Linked DNA regions of Lactuca sativa: region 1 is linked to region 2. A link is a contact called in public Hi-C data. All regions are on one chromosome and are shown on one strand. Each heading gives the region's core, a stretch centred on a gene start, on an enhancer-like site or on the middle of the called end of the contact. The rest is flanking DNA. Distances are from core to core; before and after follow the strand shown. Region 1 holds the start of LOC111906575 (3-dehydrosphinganine reductase TSC10A). Region 2 holds the start of LOC111906577 (fructose-bisphosphate aldolase 6, cytosolic).

Evidence for each region. Hi-C and Micro-C count contacts between places; a contact is called where the count stands out from the background.
Region 1: a contact with region 2 is called in a Hi-C map of leaf, with 10 times the contacts expected there. The contact joins the promoter of LOC111906575 here to the promoter of LOC111906577 in region 2. A contact is called at or near these places in 2 of 4 Hi-C or Micro-C datasets (leaf and seed).

Annotation. Positions count from the first base shown.
Region 1 is chr1:62,796,664-62,801,139 of Lsat_Salinas_v11, forward strand. It overlaps LOC111906575 (3-dehydrosphinganine reductase TSC10A), which reads right to left and starts at 2,790. Exons shown (of 3, transcript XM_023902330.2): 1 at 2,149-2,790; 2 at 1,439-1,586; 3 at 855-1,334. The coding sequence starts at 2,682. The coding sequence ends at 1,042.
Region 2 is chr1:62,638,060-62,642,930 of Lsat_Salinas_v11, forward strand. It overlaps LOC111906577 (fructose-bisphosphate aldolase 6, cytosolic), which reads right to left and starts at 2,231. Exons shown (of 3, transcript XM_023902331.3): 1 at 2,071-2,231; 2 at 993-1,220; 3 at 1-917. The coding sequence starts at 2,098. The coding sequence ends at 97.

The DNA.
Region 1 (4,476 bases), core at 1,540-4,039, 160 kb after region 2:
GAGAGAGATCCCTTTATCGTTAGAGGAGAGTGGTCTTTTATAGTAAGGCATTTGCACAGATCTCGCTCATGGAGACAGAAGTGTCAGACCCGAATCAAGATAGTGAGATTGATTAGTGGATCGTACCTTTGTCCCTTCCTAAGCCCCGATTAACTTAGTCAATGGTAGAGGTACGTGCACCGTTACTGGATTTGGCAGGTGCCCGTTTGTCACCTGGCGGCTTTTCCACACATGTTCCATGTTGAACACTAGATAACAAGGCTACTCCCAATGTAGGCTCGAACCTTAGTGGGACGGTTGGATTGTATGTGTGTTTCACTATATATATATATTCATCTTTATATTTTTTTTTTCATAGCTTGTCTAAAAAAACCTCTAAAAAAATGGCAAATTTATTACAAAATTGTAAGTTGTTAACGGTTAGTCAGACTATTGTTAAATCAAATGTAATGTTTTAATTTTTAATGAAATGTTATTTTATTTTAATTAATATTTATGTTTGTTTTATGTCATTTTTATATTTTTGAATTAAGAAAAAAAAGTTGATAGATAAAAACATCATCACACCCTAGTTCATAGGTAAAATTATAAAAACTACAAAAGCTTATATAATACCTATGTGGCACCCTTTTACTATTGACAAAAAAAAAAAAAAAAAAAAAAAAAAAAAAAAAAAAAAAAAAAAACAACAACAACATTCCATTTAGCCTTAACAATGTATTATTTTAAAAAATAATACATTGCAACCAATATTATACAATTGATTAATCATAAATGTTTAGCCATCATCGCCCCTTTAGAAGTCATAAAGAGGTTGCGACACATTTCATAGAGAGTCAAAAAGGGGTTGCTAATTTGCTAATAATAATGTTATTATTATTATTATTATTATCATCATCGCAATTAACACATCAATCACAATTCACAATACACAACTTGCTTTTCTAGCTTGTTTTCCAATAGTCTACATGAATAATAATAAATAAGGTGTTCTGAAACTCATAATACAAGATAAAAACTCATCATCGTCATCATCATCATCTATTTGTGTTGTGCATGAAAGTTTTCAATGCTTCCATACCATGACCATTGAAAACACAACCCTGCAACACGCATCAAACCAGCTGAAATAACTTCAACAAAAGCCATGAGATATGATCTTTGAGGGGAAAGACCAGCAGTAGCTACTGACAACATGAATCCTTCCAAATTACATGGGACAAAAAAACTCCCAGATTTTATCCCACTCCATGCTTTTTTTGCCACCTCATCCGCTTTCATTGCACCTGATGATGCTGCTATGATGCTTGTCAAACGTGGCTTTCTTTTATTCTCTGTAATAAATAACCACAAAAAAAAATGTTTATTTAAATTTAATATTCTTTTTCCATTTTTATCCCACACAAATGAAAATGCAAACAGTAGCAGTTTCTAGAACCTTCTGCAAGACCAGGTGTGTCTGTGTCTGGAGGGAAGATAAGTGAAACATGAATGTTGTCAGCAATCACTTCTTGTTGCAGAGCTTCTGCTAAACCCCTTAGCCCAAATTTACTAGCTGAATATGCTGTATACCCATAAATGCCAACCTAAAAATAAAAAGTTTATCAAGAAATGTAATATAATTATAATGATCCTTCAAAGCATTAAAAAAAAAAGAATAGAAATATTAGGAGTTGATAAGCTTAAAGTGCAGATTATCTATGAGGTAGTTTAATTTGTACAAGAACTTTGAGCCTATCCCTAAACCACACAGCAGATGTCTTAAAAGCAGCAAATGATAGAACTTAGAAGATGCCTGTATATACGTGCTTATGAAGATCTTTACACAAAGTAGAATGACCATTTGTATAGATAGAGCATATTCAAATTGCCAATACTGTAAGAAAACTCATAAGATTTGAGAGCTAGCTGTCATATTCAAATTGCACATATGCTACCAACTCACTAGCAATTGAACAAAAGATACCAATCAAATGTTCTAATTGCAACAATTTGTACAAGTAACTTCCATCACCAAGCCATTTACCCATTTAAGATCGCAATTTCAATTCATAAACCCTAGTTGTGTAGTGGCAAAGATCGTACATTACTACTTAATCGGTCTGAAAGTAACAAAGCTTGAAGAACACACACACTGACAGAATGTACCTGACCGGCCTGAGATGACATGAATGCGATCGAAACTGGCTTCCGATCAGTCCGGCTCTTCATACTCGGCAACGCCGCCTTAACCAGATTAAAAGTCCCAATCAGATTTATCTCAATCATGTCTCTAATCTCCTTCATCTCCTGATTCTCAAGCTCTTGAGCAACAAACACGCCTTGATTACAAACCAAAACATCGATTGGACCTACACTATCCACTGCTTCCTTAACAGCTTCAAAGTCGCATACATCAGCACTGACAATAGCGACATCTATGCCAGTTGAGAGGCGGATAGATGCCTTGGCTTCCTCGAGCTTCTCAAGATTACGTGCTAAGATAGTGACGCGAGCACCTTCAGCAGCGGCTTGGTTAGCTAGAGCTAGGCCGATGCCGCTGGATCCGCCAGTGATCAATACGTGGCGTGATTTGATTGGGATTTTGACGGGGCGAGGACGAACGATGAGTTTAAGGAAGATAAGAAAGATGATTGGAAGAAGAGCGCAAAGAGCGAGAAATGAGAGATCGGAAACCGCCATGGATGCTGTGAGAAGAGCTGAGTGATGGAGGAAACGGAATTAGAGGATTGAGCGGAGAAACCGAACTGAAAATCGACGAAGGGGGAAACTTCACAGAAATCAAACCACATGGGCCATGTTGCAAAATTTTACATGAACCAATTGATTTTTGTTTATATTTTATTAAGTTTTTTTTATATTTGATTATTAAAATTTATTTTATGTTTAAATTATATTTTTACAATCAATTGTAAATGGTAATAGGTTAACGCTCAATTGACGTATGGGTGGTATATGGTATCCATGTGACACGTATAATTGTAAAACTGAATTAAAAGGATGATCAATGGGTAAATGGCATAAAAAACATTCTTTTTATACAGAAATTTGATTTTGACACTGTGTTTTTTTGTGTCAGTTTTGACACTGTGTTTTCCAATTTGTTACAATTCTGACCACTTGACCGGTTAACCAGGTTACATGCTGACGTGGCTTGATGACGTGGTATGCTGACATAATATGCTGACGTGTCAAAATTGATTTTTTTTCTCACAAAAAACACTAAGTTTTCATTTTTTTCGATTTTGACACTAAGTTTAATTTTTTCTTTCAACTTTGGCACTATGTTTTTTTTGTTCCAATTGAACATCATTTATCAAATGTTGTTCAATTTTGTCTATTTTCCATTTGAAACCGTATAAATATATTTTTTTATTACATTTTAAACCGAGTTTTGATCGGCTACACGCCTCCAAACCTCCAAACACATTTTAAAGTTGCATATTTAATATAAAATACAATTTTTATATAACTAATACATATTTATACATAAAAATATGGTTTGAGTGTAAAAAAAATGTATTTATACAAAACTATGGTTTTTAAATGAAAAAAAAAAAAAAACATATTTATACGGTTTAAATGTATTAAAAAAATATTTATATGGCATCAAATAGAAAAGTGTCAACATTGAACAAAATTGGAAAAAATGATGTTCGATTTGGAATAAAAAAACATAGTGTCAAAGTTGAAAGAAAAAATTAAACTTAGTGTCAAAATCGAAAAAAAAAAAATGAAAACTTAGTGTTTTTTGTGAGAAAAAAAATCAATTTTGACACGTCAACATATCATGTCAGCATGCCACGTCATCAAAACTGACACGTCATCATGCCACGTCAACATGCAACCTGGTTAACCGGTCAAGTGGTCAGAATTGTAACAAATTGGAAAACACAGTGTTAAAATTGACACAAAAAATACATAGTGTCAAAATCGAATTTCTATGTAAAAAGAGTATTTTTTGTGTCATTTACCCATAATCAATTGTCATTTTTGTTGGTATTTGAAGCTTTTTTTTAATGACAATTAAATTCTAATTTTGTGTTCAAACTTCAACTTATACTTTTATCACCCGCAATAAATCTCTTTAAATCATAAAATAAAACCGTTACCGCCAAACCCTCACTAGATATGATAACACCTAAAAATGGTAACATTCAATTTTTATAATTAGACATTCATGCTGTATTTTTAGTTGGTATTATATGACAATTGTTATATAACATGAAGACGACATGATGATGTGTTTTGTTTTACTAATAAGAAAAAAAACTTATTTAAAACACGATAGAAACGATCAACATGACAAACACAAAAACGATCAACATGACAAACACAAAAAGATAAATAAAATAAACATTTAATTTATTTAATTCATAATTAAACTTACAAAACAAAAAAAAATACAACAAACACATGTTAATATCATGTCAAAGTTTGAATACAAACACAACACAAGAGGGTCTGGTACATGAA
Region 2 (4,871 bases), core at 981-3,480:
AAGTTCAAAACATAACACAAAATCCTCAAATCAAAACACAAATGAGACAAGAATTCCCGAGAATAGAAACAAGAAACAAGAAACAAACCTTAGTATTTAGTACTTGTAGTCCTTAACATGAAGACTCTCAGAAGCACCTTCACTCAACCCAGACCCACCCTTGTAAATCCCAAGAGTAGCTTCAGAGTTAGCCTTACACCTTGCCAAAAACGCAGCCTGAGCTTTCCCAACATTCTCCTCTTTCCCACTCCACGCCTTCAAAGTACTCTGCTGAAGAGCACGCCCAAAGGAAAAAGTCAAAGTCCACGGCTTCTTCCCCTTGAACTGATTCATCGCGTTCAGATTAACCGTCGCCTCCTCCTCACTCTGCCCACCAGACAAAAACACCACCGCCGGAACCGCTGGCGGCATCGTCCTCTGCAAAGCCCTAACTGTGTACTCCGCCACCACCTCCGGTGCCACCTTCTTCGCATCCGATCCAGGTGTCACCATGTTAGGTTTCAAAAGAGTTCCTTCAAGAAGCACCTTATGGTCATTCAAAGCCTTGTAGCATGCAGCCAATACGCGCTCAGTTATATCCGCGCATTTGTTGATGTCGTGGGACCCGTCCACAAGAATCTCGGGCTCCACAATTGGGACCAAACCGTTTTCTTGGCAGATGATCGCGTATCGCGCTAAACCGTTTGCGTTTTCGTTTATCGCAAGCTGTGAGGGCTCGTTTGGGCCGATTTTGAGAACCGCACGCCATTTGGCGAACCGGGCACCGGCGGTGTAGTACTGGGCGCACCGTTGGGCTAGACCGTCGAGTCCTTGGGTGGTGGTTTCACCGTCGGTTCCGGCTAGCTCAACTGTGCCCTTGTCGACTTTGATTCCTGGGAGGACTCCGGCTTCCTTCATCACATCCACAAATGGTTTGCCTGTAATGATTTTTTGACTGTTAGATTTTGATCACAATGAGAAGTGATGATTAATGTTTAGTGATTTGTTTTTACCTGCTGCGGTTTTTTGGTAAAGAGTTTCTTCATAGAGGATGACTCCACTGAGGTATTGAAGGGCGCCGGGAGTGCAGAAGAGGAGTTCACGAAGTGCTCTTCTGTTTGATTCGACGTTCTCAACATTGATGCTGGATAGACGCTTTCCGATTGTACCGGTTGATTCATCAGCAGCGAGGATACCTTTTCCAGGGGTTCCGATGTAGGCAGCATTGGCAATGAGTTCATCTGGATAAGAAAATGAAGGATTGATTAAAGTGATTAAGTATATCAGAAAGTTGAGTAAAGTAATAGAAAGCATCACATGTTTGATGTTTCAAGTTAAGTCTACATCAGAAAGTTGATTTTTAAGAGAGGTGGCAGAAAGTGGTTGTGAAAAGTAGAGTTAAGCAACGTCTAACTACTGATTCAGCTTTTTTGAGATATGCGAAGTAAAAAATCGAAATCGTTTAGCAAAAGATCGAGATCGGAGACTGAACAGGGTGTGAATGAAAACAAAACGTTTTAAAAAATATTTGATCACATATAAAGCTATCGGCGTATGGATCGAAGGTCTAAAGTGTATATTTGATGATTGAGGTGTGCAACCATAAAATCTGATTCGAAATTATTGGCTCCATAGATTACTTTATCGCGAAGAAGTCCAAAAAAACTACTGAAGAAAATTATGCAGCAGCTATCAAACAAATCGACAAAAACTATTATGAAATAATTAGATCGCCACCTTTTCAGAAGCCAAACCAGATCCACGGGAACAATTATTTAAAACCAAATCGACGCTTCTCCGGATGAAATAGCACATGGATAGATCATAGTTACAGGAATAATTCAGCTATGAACGGAAACAGATAACAAGTTTGTGGCAAAAAGGTTTAATAGCCTCTTTGCATCTACTAATCGTAAACACGTTGAAGATGTAAATCAGATCCATATTAGCATGAAAAAAAATGAACCTAAAAATACTCCAGAGTTGGAAGAAACCTAACCACTGAGTAGATCTAAACAAGACTACAACGGAAAACAAAATTTTCTAGAATTGATGGCAGATAAAACACAGAGAAAGAAAAAATAAACATACCAGCATACTTTCCTCTGTAGCAAGACATGGTTGCGAGATTTGAGATCTAAGAAACGAAGATTTTAGAGAAAATTGGGAAAAATGGGAGTTGAATAGAGTCAATGGAGACGGGTGAGGGTTTATATTTAAAGAAAAGAGAGAGGCATCGGTATCATCGCCCCGAATATGGCATCTCCTACAGGAGGTTTTGAGGCGGTTTTTCCTAATTTTTACGATTTTGCCCCTGTGTAGTGGGTGCTATTCTTGTGAAAAAAGAAACCAAATCACGAATTTTGGTTATTAAAAAAAATACTAAATTATTATTAGGTTTTAAGAGATTCCTAAATAATTATTTTTTTCCTAGATATGAATTTATGTTTTAAACGTTGTAATGTATAATTTTATAAAATATAAATTATTGTTTATAAAGAAAAATTGTTATATAAGAATGGCTTTTATTTTTCTAGGAAATTAAGTAAATTCATTATTACAAGTTAGTTTTTCAAAAATAAAATTATTATATTCAGCTTTTGAAAAATAAATAAATAAATAAATAAAAAGACTATTTTCTTCCTAGTGCCAGCATTCCAAATTGTTCTTCAAACGGAGAGTTTTTTTTTTTTTTTTTTTTTGCCTTTATTTCAAAAAATCTATCTATTTATTTCAGAAATATCTATTTAAAAATATTTAATATCATAGTTTTTTAATAAAATGTTTGATTATAAGTCATAATATCCTATATATTTTTTATTTACCGTGTTTGTTTAACTTTTTGCTAGATTATAATAAAAAATAATAAAATATTTTTTCATAAAATTCCGGATTTGTTAATCATATTTCGTAATCATTCTTTAAATTCCATTTTTTTCAAACTTCGAAATTTCAGTCTAGAATATCAGTTCGAAACTTTCACTAAAAAATTTAGAGATATTAAATATCTTCTTACAATTTCTTCCTACCATCCTTCTATCCATGTCAAATGATGATAAATGTGTTGGATATACATTAAAAGATTTAAACTATTCATTGCTAAACTTTCACTAAAAAATTTACAGAAATTAAATATCTTCTTACAATTTCTTCCTACCATCCTTCTATCCATGTCAAATGATGATAAATGTGTTGGGTAAAAAATATTGGTTTATAATTTATTTTTCTAGCAAAATATATTTTTCGGTCATGTAATAGGTGTTTGTGGTTGTGTTTACGGGTTCACGGCGGTGAACCCATTCACGGCCCATGTGTCATATATATATATATATATATATATATATATATATATATATATATATATATATATATATATATATATATATGTGTGTGTGTGTGTGTGTGTGTGTTAGATGGGTGAGGAGTGTACGGCTAGAGGAGTTGAAGTGTGTGGAGCTCAAGGTGAATGAGCATAAGGTTAGTGTAACACCCTGGATTCCCAGGTATTAATTATTCTTGTATTTTTGGTATTTGTGAGGAGACTCGGCGAGTTGGAGCCCAAACTCGCCGAGTAGGATCGCGGTTTTGGACGCGGGTTCACATATGGGCTCGGCAAGTCCACGCTGTTTAATGAAACTCTAATTCCCCGAGTTTGGAGCCTATTTAAGGACACTTATAGCCTCCCATTGCGGCTACCAGTCCCTTGAGAGAAACCTAAGTGAGCTAATTCGTTTTGGGAGAGAGGAAGTCACTTTTGGGCTTTTGTATTCCTTGTTTAGCAAGAAGAAGGTGGCAAGAGCAAGGAGGAGGTGAAATTCCAGTAGATCCAGAGTCCAGAGGCTTCATTTGAGGTAATAGTTCGAACCTCCTTCAGTTTTAGGGTTGATCTTTAGAGTTAGGGTTTTCTAACCCCTTTAGAGAGTGATTATGTGAAGCAAATGGTCCCTCTTCGAGTTTGTGCCTTGGATCTGGACTCAAAGAGGTCCAGAGACCTTAACCCTTGGGGCTTTTTGGGTTATTATGGAGTTATTGGACCTAGGTGGTCATTTTTGGGACCAAATCTCCTTTTGATGCCTTGTGGGGGTTATACAAGCATCAAGTTTCAAACTTTACGTGACATTCATGCTTGGGAAGGCCAGATCTATGGTTTGGGAAAGCAGATCTGACCTCAAAAGGTCAATAGAGTTTGTGCATGGAATGAACTCGCCGAGTTGTTCTTGAGACTCGGCGAGTAGGGTTGGGGTTTCATGTAAAGTGTTCAGCGAGTAGACTCGCCAGGTTGGGGGATGACCCACTGAGTTAGGGAGAGTCAATGGGGGCTGAGTCAAGCCGGAACTCGCCGAGTTGTTCTTGAGACCCGGCAAGTTGAATCGTGGTGGCCCCGCGATTCATGCCAGGTGGAACTCGTCGAGTTAGGAAAGTACTCGACGTGTCAAGAGAGGATCCGAGGGAGTCAGTGAACACATATAGACTCGTCGAGTCGCTTTAGTGCACTCGCCGAGTCCGGTCAAAGTTGACCGTTGACCGTTGATCAGTGTTGACTTGATAGGGTTAGTCAACCTTAGTTGTGAAAGTGTTAATTAGAGATATATTGTATTATAGGAGGATTATAGCTCGGGGGATCGAGCACGAGTGATTTCAGGGATTTGCGAGTTATCGAGATACGCGAGGTGAGTCTTCTCACTATACTTTACCTTGAGTAGGTAACTAGAGTTACGTGATATAGTGTTTGTATGCTATATATATGTGTTATGTGTTGCACTGCATTATTCTATGTGATTTATGTTGTGCATGTTTACAGAGTTAGAACCTGAGGGTTCATAGAGTTTGGGTGCACGGACCCACAGAATTATAGCCTCGAGTGGCTAATATGTGTTATATGTGGTATTTTA